2 separate regions of the Sus scrofa genome follow, and region 1 is linked to region 2. The links are chromatin contacts, called in public HiChIP or PLAC-seq maps. All regions are on one chromosome and are shown on one strand. The core of a region is the stretch at or near the end of the contact, and the rest is flanking DNA. Distances in the headings are between cores, read along the strand shown. Region 1 holds the start of HRASLS (phospholipid-metabolizing enzyme A-C1). Region 2 holds the start of MB21D2 (protein MB21D2).

Region 1 (3,986 bases), core at 775-3,274, 280 kb after region 2:
TGAGCCATCACATTTGTTTGTGAGTTGTTAGATGTGGGGCTCAAATGAGACAAAAGATATGAAAGTGCTTTGCTAACTGCAAAATATGCATTAAAAAACAGGGTTATTCAGACTAGTGGTTGCCAAGGGGGAGGAGGGGTAGGGGTGAGGGATGAACTGGGAGTCTGGGGTTAGCAGATGCAAATTATTATATACAGAATGGATAAACAACAAGGTCCTACTGTACGGCACAGGGGATTACATTCAATATCCTAAGATAAACCATAATGGGAAAGAATATAAAAAAGAATGTCTCTCTCTCTTATATAACTAAATCACTTTGCAGTACAGACGACATTAACACAGCAGTGTCAATCAACTATGCTTCAATACAAATATTTTTAATTAAAAAAAAAAGAGTTCTTGAGGACTGACTTCATACAGTGCCAGTTGGTTTTAGTCTCCATATGTTAAAAAGGCAAATAATGCCTCTTGTTAACAACACAAGGCTTTTGCTGGGCTTGATTAATCTTACAACAAACATGACTAAAGTTGTTCCACCACGGTTATTTCAATTTGTTTCAACACTTTCTACTCAACTAGGCAACAATGGAGAATGTCATCCACGTGGCGCTTTATATAATGGCCAAAATATTGGGAACTGGTTATTTGGTTGTAATCTAACATTTACTCCCATCACATACCATGAGCAACCCTTGACATCTCAGGACTATCACCCTAGATGTAGACAAAGTTTGCCTATTAACTGCCTGAGGCTAATTCCTCATTCTTTCTGGATAGAAATTTTAATTCTGTGCTGATCATCTAGAAAGTACTGCCAAGGATTGATGAACTATCCCTCCAATCTGTAGCAATGAAAGGAGAACTCAGAGTTCTCCTAAATGACCACACTTTCTCCGTTTCTCCTACAAGTTCCATTCAGGCATCAAATTGAATTTACTCTTAGCTGAATGCATTTTATCAATACCTGGCAGGGCTCTAGAAGTAAAATTCCAAGATTTATTTCATTTTAATTCTATTATGATGCATTTCATCACAAATACCCCCCAAAATGAAAAGATAATTTATCATTTTGCCTTGACTGAGCAACTCTCCTTGGTTCACGTTCATGAATCCATAATGCAGGGAGGAGAGCGGATGATTAAGTGTCCGATTAGAGAAAACAGATTAACCTGGCAAACATAATAAATTTAGCTCATAAGCAGGATGGCTTTATAAATGCTCACAATAACTCTCCTGTATAAAATCATGAACCACTGTCTTCAGTGATGACTCAATTGAAATAGTTGGGGAACATAAAGCAAATGCATGTTTATGGCTTTCTCTTTGAGACATTAGAAGGGTATTGAAAGGTATATCTGGTTCAGTTTATCATTCGAAAAATATACTAAATAGAGAACATTTAAGAAAAACATTAACTCATAAAAAACAAAGCTACAGCCTCTCAAGTGTTCGGTTTCCACTTTACCAATAGTGTATCTAGATTCCATGTTTTCATTATCTTTCTACTACTTTGTCATCAAAGATGCCACAGCCAGACCCCAGTTTCAAGTCATGCAGAATTACCCTTAACGTTCACCACAGAACCTGATTCCTTTAAAAAGGCAGCTGCATCTTTTGGTAGTCCTTATCCCATTGTGACAAAACAATGTAAAATTAGAAGGCTATTTCAGCCTTTGAATTCGAAAGGAAAAAAAAAAAAATCCTTCCTTTTAGCTGAAGGTCCATTTATATCAGAGGAAAAATCTAGGTTATGACTTGTTTGAAGAAAAGTCCTGTGCTGTGCTCCAAAAAGTTCACTTAGCAGTCTGCCCGGCCTTCCCTACTTAGCTGGTTTGTATTCCTGGCCTCCCTTTTTTTAGCAGGGAGAAAATGGATACTCTTCATGCCCAGCTTTATTTTTAAACTCACATGGCTATATTCCTGGAGGCCTCGGCCGGCCCATGACCTGAAAGAGTCAGGCCCTGCCCTGTCACATGCACCCAAGTCACGCTAAATAAGGGACTTGCTTTGCTTCTCTATCTAGAACCAGGGCTTTGCTAAGAGGCAGGGCAGGGCAGGGGAAGTGGGGAGGGGCATGGGCTGCCTGAGAGAGTCTTGTCTTTAAGGAAGGTCCCATACGGAGCCAGGTAAATTTCCCACTTGGAGAAACCTGTACGTGGAGATCTAGAGACAGGCGTACCCTTCCTTCCTTCTTTGTCCCCTCCTCCCACTTCTGAAGTTGATTTTAGACTGGAGGGTGGTGACAGGGAGAAATCTAAAGAAAGCAGGGGTCCGGGTGCGTCCTCGCAGCCCTGGGCGCTGATCTGGCTCACAGGCACACGTTTTGTAGGTGTGTGCCTGTGGTGAGAAGCAGAGTGGTTTCTTAAGGCCACTCCTTTCGCCTGCCTTAGCTTAGACTGAGATGCCTTCTTGCTGCACAGTGACCAGGATCCTTTCTGCCGCCTTAGAGGAATGTGCATAGAGCTAAAAAGGGGCTCTCTTCTAGTGGGTGCAATGTGTATTCATGCTCGCCAACATTTCTGAGCTCAGCAAGACAAATTAACTGCATTACTGCCGCGCCTAGACCAGCTCTTGGTACCTGGGAAGTTTGACGGGGCAGAGTGTCCTTGTTTAGTTAACCACGCCCGGGCGGTTGGGTTTGTGTGTGTCTGTGCGGGCAGAAGGCAGCTGTGTTGGTGCGGAGGGGACTGGGAACCAAGCAAGTGCGGGGTGGGGGACAGGCGGGCGGAGGGTCCCCCGGAGGTGGTGGGGGCGGGGCAGGGTCAGCAGGAGCCTTGAGCGTGCGCGGCAGCGTCTGGGCTCAGGAGGTTTCCTCGCGGCAGGGTGGCGTTGAAGCTAGAGGACGGCCCTGGGTTACCGGTAGTGAGCCGCTGCCGCCTTGACCTACTCCCGGAGTAGATGCAGGCGTCCCGCCGCCTCTAGCGGGAGGGGCAGCAGCTGCTGCGAGGCCGCCACAACCCCAGGATCCCCTCTCGCTTGCTCGCTGCTACCTGTGGGGAAGACAACCAGGGCTTCAGAGTGAGGTGTGCTGGGGATGGGGAGGGAGGGCCTCTGAGCCCACAGACAGCTTTGCTGAACCGACTGTCAGAGAAGAGAGCTCCAAGGACCAGTAGAGAGCATCCAATCCAACCCATACCTCTCTTTTTACAAATGGAGGAACAGAGTCTGCCCCTAGAGACTAGCTCTAGTGACAGAGCTGTCATATGGCAGAACCGGGACTGGATACCTGGTCTCGCTTACCAAAGCCTTTTCTCCACCACCCTCGCTGAAATGAATATGAATAATATCACAAGTATTTATTAGGATAATATATCAGAGTTGGGAACTAGAAACGGTGATATCACTTAGGCATTCGGGACTATTCATGGACGTTATGTGCTGGAAAAGCCCAGCCACTCTGTCCTCGCTGGGCTTGGGCGCCTCATTCCTTCATTCATTAAACATTCCCTTGGCAGTTCTTGGCGCCAGCCACTCTGTAGCAAACTGAAGGAGCAGAGATAAACAAGAACCAGCTCTCCATGTGGAGCAGAAGAGAAAATTCCCCTGACACCGGTAACTGACACAGGTGTAGGAAACACGATGAGCGCATTAGGGAGGTAAAGGACCAGCATGTCACTTGTGGCTGAGTGGAGGGAGACCTTGGGAAGGACATCTGATCTGGATCTTTAAGCGTGGGTCATTTAGGGGCACTTGGAAAGTGGCAGCACAATCCAGGTAGAAGGTTCAGTGTGGTATTAGCAACACAAAGCCAGGGGTGTGTGAGGAATAATGGTTTGGTTTGCCTAGAATGTAGAGGTGAATAAGGATGCTAAGGCTGCAAAGGAGACAAGATATGGAGTCAATAATGGGATCCCTGGAGGGATTCCAAGCAAGGAATGACAATGCAGTGGCCCAGGATGGTTCGTCTGGCCGGGAGGTGGAACCCTCAGCCACAGGGGAAAGATGTTGGACCAAGGATCCTTGCAGCACTGAGGGTCTGCAAA
Region 2 (3,972 bases), core at 200-2,699:
TGGGAATTAGGAATTCCGAGCTCAGCAAGAACCCTGGCGAAGCACCGGAAATGCTTCCGCCTGCTTCAATGGGAACTCTATTTGCAAATCAAAGTTGCAGGAACTCCGGGCGCCCAGCCTACTTCGGCGGGTTACTAGGGAACACCCAACAAGTTTGGCCAACGGGGGCTCGGCGTGACAGCGCGGCGCCGCAAGACTAGAGAGCAACTTGTCGCTCGGGCGCCGAGCCAGAGCTCCAAGCAGTTCCTGCGCCCCGAGCTCAGGAAAGGACTCGGCGTTGGGAAGGTGCAGGTCCGTGCCTCTGGAGAAAAATCCCTTAATTGAAAGGTGCCGCCGGTTCTCACCTGGACCGCACGGCTTCCAGGGGCTTATCCCCAACAGTGAGATAGTTCACCGCGAACACTTCACCTGCCTACCAGCCCCTCTGTTGAGAAATTAACAAAAGAGCCAGCGAACGGGGGCGAAAAAGGGACCCGGCGCAAAGTATAGTAAGGAGGCGAGGGAAGGCAGCTCAGGTTGCCGCGGAGAAGGAAGGGAAGAGGCGGAAAGAGATGGGTTATACTCAGGCACCCGACTCCGGGAAGGAAACCAAGAAGGAAGGGGCCCGCGAGAAGGGGGAATGGGTTCCAAACCCGCTTCCCATCACACAAACACACAGACACACACCACCTCTCTCTCTTTTTCCTCCTTACCCAGCATGGAAAAGATGAAATCCTTGGCTGTGTGAATCTCCAGTGCTCTCTGGTCGTCGTACTCCCGCTGGTCGTGCTTCGTGAATTCTTGGATGAGTTTGTTCAATTCCTCCACCCGAGCTCCCGACCTGAAATCCAGCTCCGGGAACGCAGGCTTGTTGTTACAGCCCAGGGAGGCTGCCTTGCTGGCGGTGGGAGCCGCCATCTTCATACAAAACGCGCCGAGTAGCAGCTCCGCGGCTGCGGCAGCACCCACCCCCGCCCCCCCACCCAGTCCCCCGTGGGCCTCCTCCCCTCGCCGGCTCCCTGGCTGTGACCCCGGCCCGTGGGCGGGCTGGCGGGCGGGCGTCTAGGCGGGCGGTCCCGGCTGGGTGCGCTTCGGGCGCCCGGGCTTCAGGAGGAGCTGGACTGCAGCGAGAGTGCGTGTGTGGCCCCAACACCCTTTCCTGCGGCCCCAAGGCGGCCCAGATGCTGCAGGTCCCTGCCCTCCCCTGGCCCTCGCTGGCAAAGGCGGTAGCGGTGGTAGAGCCAACCCGAGCCTCCCCGGGCGAGGAAAGTGAAGTGGAAACAATGTGAAATTCACCAGCTCTGAAATCAACAAGCTGCCGGCTCCGGTGTTACGGAGCCAGCACCAGCGTCCCCCATTTAAAGGGACAGCGCACCCAGTGGAAAGAAAAATAAATAAATGACAAAGTCTGCGCGCCTATGCCACTTGCCTATCTGTACCCCGGCAGACGCGAGAGGTGTGGACGTATTCTTTCTCTACCTCCACCCCCTTTGGGGCAGGGCTTGCCAAGCGCGTTCAAGGAGAAAGGAGTCTTCCTCTCATTTTAAGGGCGGTGTCCTGGGCAGGGCATCCCTCTGGGAGCGTTTATATCTCAAGAAACTCCAATGCCTTTCGATTCTGAAGGAACCTGCCTTAAGGAATATAAAAACCAATCTATTGCCCTTTTCTGCACAGATTGCCAAACAAGATAGGATTAAGCGTATTTCCCACCCCCCCCAAAAAAGAGAGAGCGCCCACCCGGTCCGCTATAGACACTCCCATTCGCCGCTAAAGTATCCCTACCTTTGCCTTAGGTAATTAATTTTCCTGGATAACAATTTATTAAACTTAATGTATAATGACTTAACGAGGTTCAGCCAGCTCCAATATAAAGCTAGAAAAACTAAAGTGAGCAGGTCGGTGTGGGGGAGGGGAAACAATGACTTGTCCCAGGTTTCAATGAATATTGAATGACGAGGTGAAAATTCTCTCATTCAACAAATACAATTGGAGCACCCACTATTTGCCAGGCAGAATGCCAGAATCTAGGTGGACAGGGATAAGCCAAAGGAGATGGTGAGATGGAGTCATACTTACTTGACAAGGCAGATTTTAAGTCATGGTCCTTTAGATAGACTAGGATCTCAGAGGTGTTTTTAATGTTTATGAGGTTTTTGACTCAAACACTTAGGAGGCCTATTGGTTCTTAGAAAAAAAAGTTATCTTTCTTCCTAATCCTCCAAAATCCAACTCGTCTCTATCCCTCAGTCCCTCATAAAAGATAGGAGCTTTTTCTTACCTGGGTTCTCAGGGACAAGAATACAGCCTCTTTTGTTAGTCCAGGCTCTGTCATGACTTTCACTATAAAATGGAGATGATAATTTCTGTCTCATGAATTGATTTGAGGATTATGTGAAATAAGATGGGTCAAGCACTTAGTGCAATGCCTGACATAATAAATACTTAATTAAATGTTAGCTGCTACTATTGTTGTTATAAACTTAATTCTTTCTTCTTTCCAATCTATTCACATTGTTGCCATGGTGATTTTTACAAAACACAGATCTGATCGACCTCCTCCAATCCAGTTCCTCCTCTTTACCCCCTTTCAAACTTTACACCAAAGCCAATTCATACATGCCTTTTCCTGAACCCCTTCCTTAAGGCCCCTCCCCCAAGCTGGTAGCAACATTTCCCTGCTCAGAACATCTACTGCACCCCTTCAGAAACTTTCACATGCCTCTGATGAATTTAGACCATGCTTTATCATCATTAAGGCAAGTTTCAAGCTATGGGCTTCCCTTAGGGTAAGGACTCATCATCTTACATAGGATTTCCCATAACATTGTCCCTACACAAAGACCCTCAATGTTTATTGAATCAAGTGATGTCTGGAGAATTTTGGCATAACCAGTGAATTGCTTTTGCTTTTGCTTTGCTTCTCTTTGAAACAAGCTTTCTCACCCACTCAATATTAAAGAGGGAGGATACATATGAATGCTAGTGGACTGATGAGGGAGCTGCCTGAGACCTCTGGCTTTTGCAGGTCTGTTTTGCCACCCTGACATTTCATCTGAGAGGGTATTACCATTAACTGGACAGTGGGATAAGCTATGCAAGCATTCGGAACTCCAACACAAATCGATCCACTCCCATCTGTCAATGCTTCTCTCATGATCAATGGCAGGCATCTGTGAGACAGCTGGCTCAGGCATGGTCATTTCATGGATCAGAATGATTCTAGTTCATTCATGCAAGCAACAACTTCCAACCTAATGCAGTTGGAAAAAAATCAGGCAAAAAAGTCCAGGTATTTTTTTGTGTGTTAATTTCCAAAAGTGTGAATAAGGCAGTACTCCTCCCTTGTGATACACATATTCATAGAGATAAAACAGGTAGTTAGTAGGAATGGTGCCTTATTGTGCCTCAGCCCTGGGTCTTGGATGGTTTGAATGAGTGAGGGAATGGATGGTCTCTCTGTGCTTCTCCATTTTCTGTAGAACATCAGCCACATCAGAATTCTATGAATCATTGACTTTCGATGAGCCTGTATATTTAGAGAATGCCCTGAATAGTAAACTAAATAACTTTTATATGCTCTTATACAAGTCTAATGAGATGATATAACTATCCCTTGCCCAATTGGCAAAATAGGAGAAAAGGATGAGACCATGATTTCCTGAATTGGTCTTGGGAGACTTTTTAGCTTCTGAGTCCTAGTCAACTATGAGCCCCTCCAGTAAGAGTGCTAGGTCTCTCCGCCTTTGTAAACACTGCATTTAATACATTTCCTGGCTCCCCTTATGACCTTAATTAATATATTTGAATGAATGAGTGAACAAATTAATACCATCTCCTAAAGTCCAGGAAGTCAGCATGTAGGTAATCTTTGCTACAATTAAATATCTCAATGTAAGCTACGTACGGTTTCCTAACAATCACTTAAGAGTTGTACTACATGGAGATATTTCTGCTTATGTTTAATTAAATGCCTCTATTCTTGTACTTTTTTCC

What was found. HiChIP or PLAC-seq counts read pairs in DNA pulled down with a chosen protein or histone mark.
Region 1: an H3K27ac HiChIP or PLAC-seq map of skeletal muscle shows a contact between it and region 2. The contact joins the promoter of HRASLS here to the promoter of MB21D2 in region 2. A contact is called at or near these places in 1 of 47 Hi-C or Micro-C datasets (epiblast stem cells) and 1 of 2 datasets of contacts at active chromatin or transcription factors (skeletal muscle).

Annotation. Positions count from the first base shown.
Region 1 is chr13:130,280,090-130,284,075 of Sscrofa11.1, forward strand. HRASLS (phospholipid-metabolizing enzyme A-C1) reads left to right here and starts at 2,025. Exons shown (of 4, transcript XM_021070059.1): 1 at 2,025-2,129.
Region 2 is chr13:129,995,891-129,999,862 of Sscrofa11.1, forward strand. MB21D2 (protein MB21D2) reads right to left here and starts at 1,450. Exons shown (of 2, transcript XM_001925559.6): 1 at 693-1,450. The coding sequence starts at 903.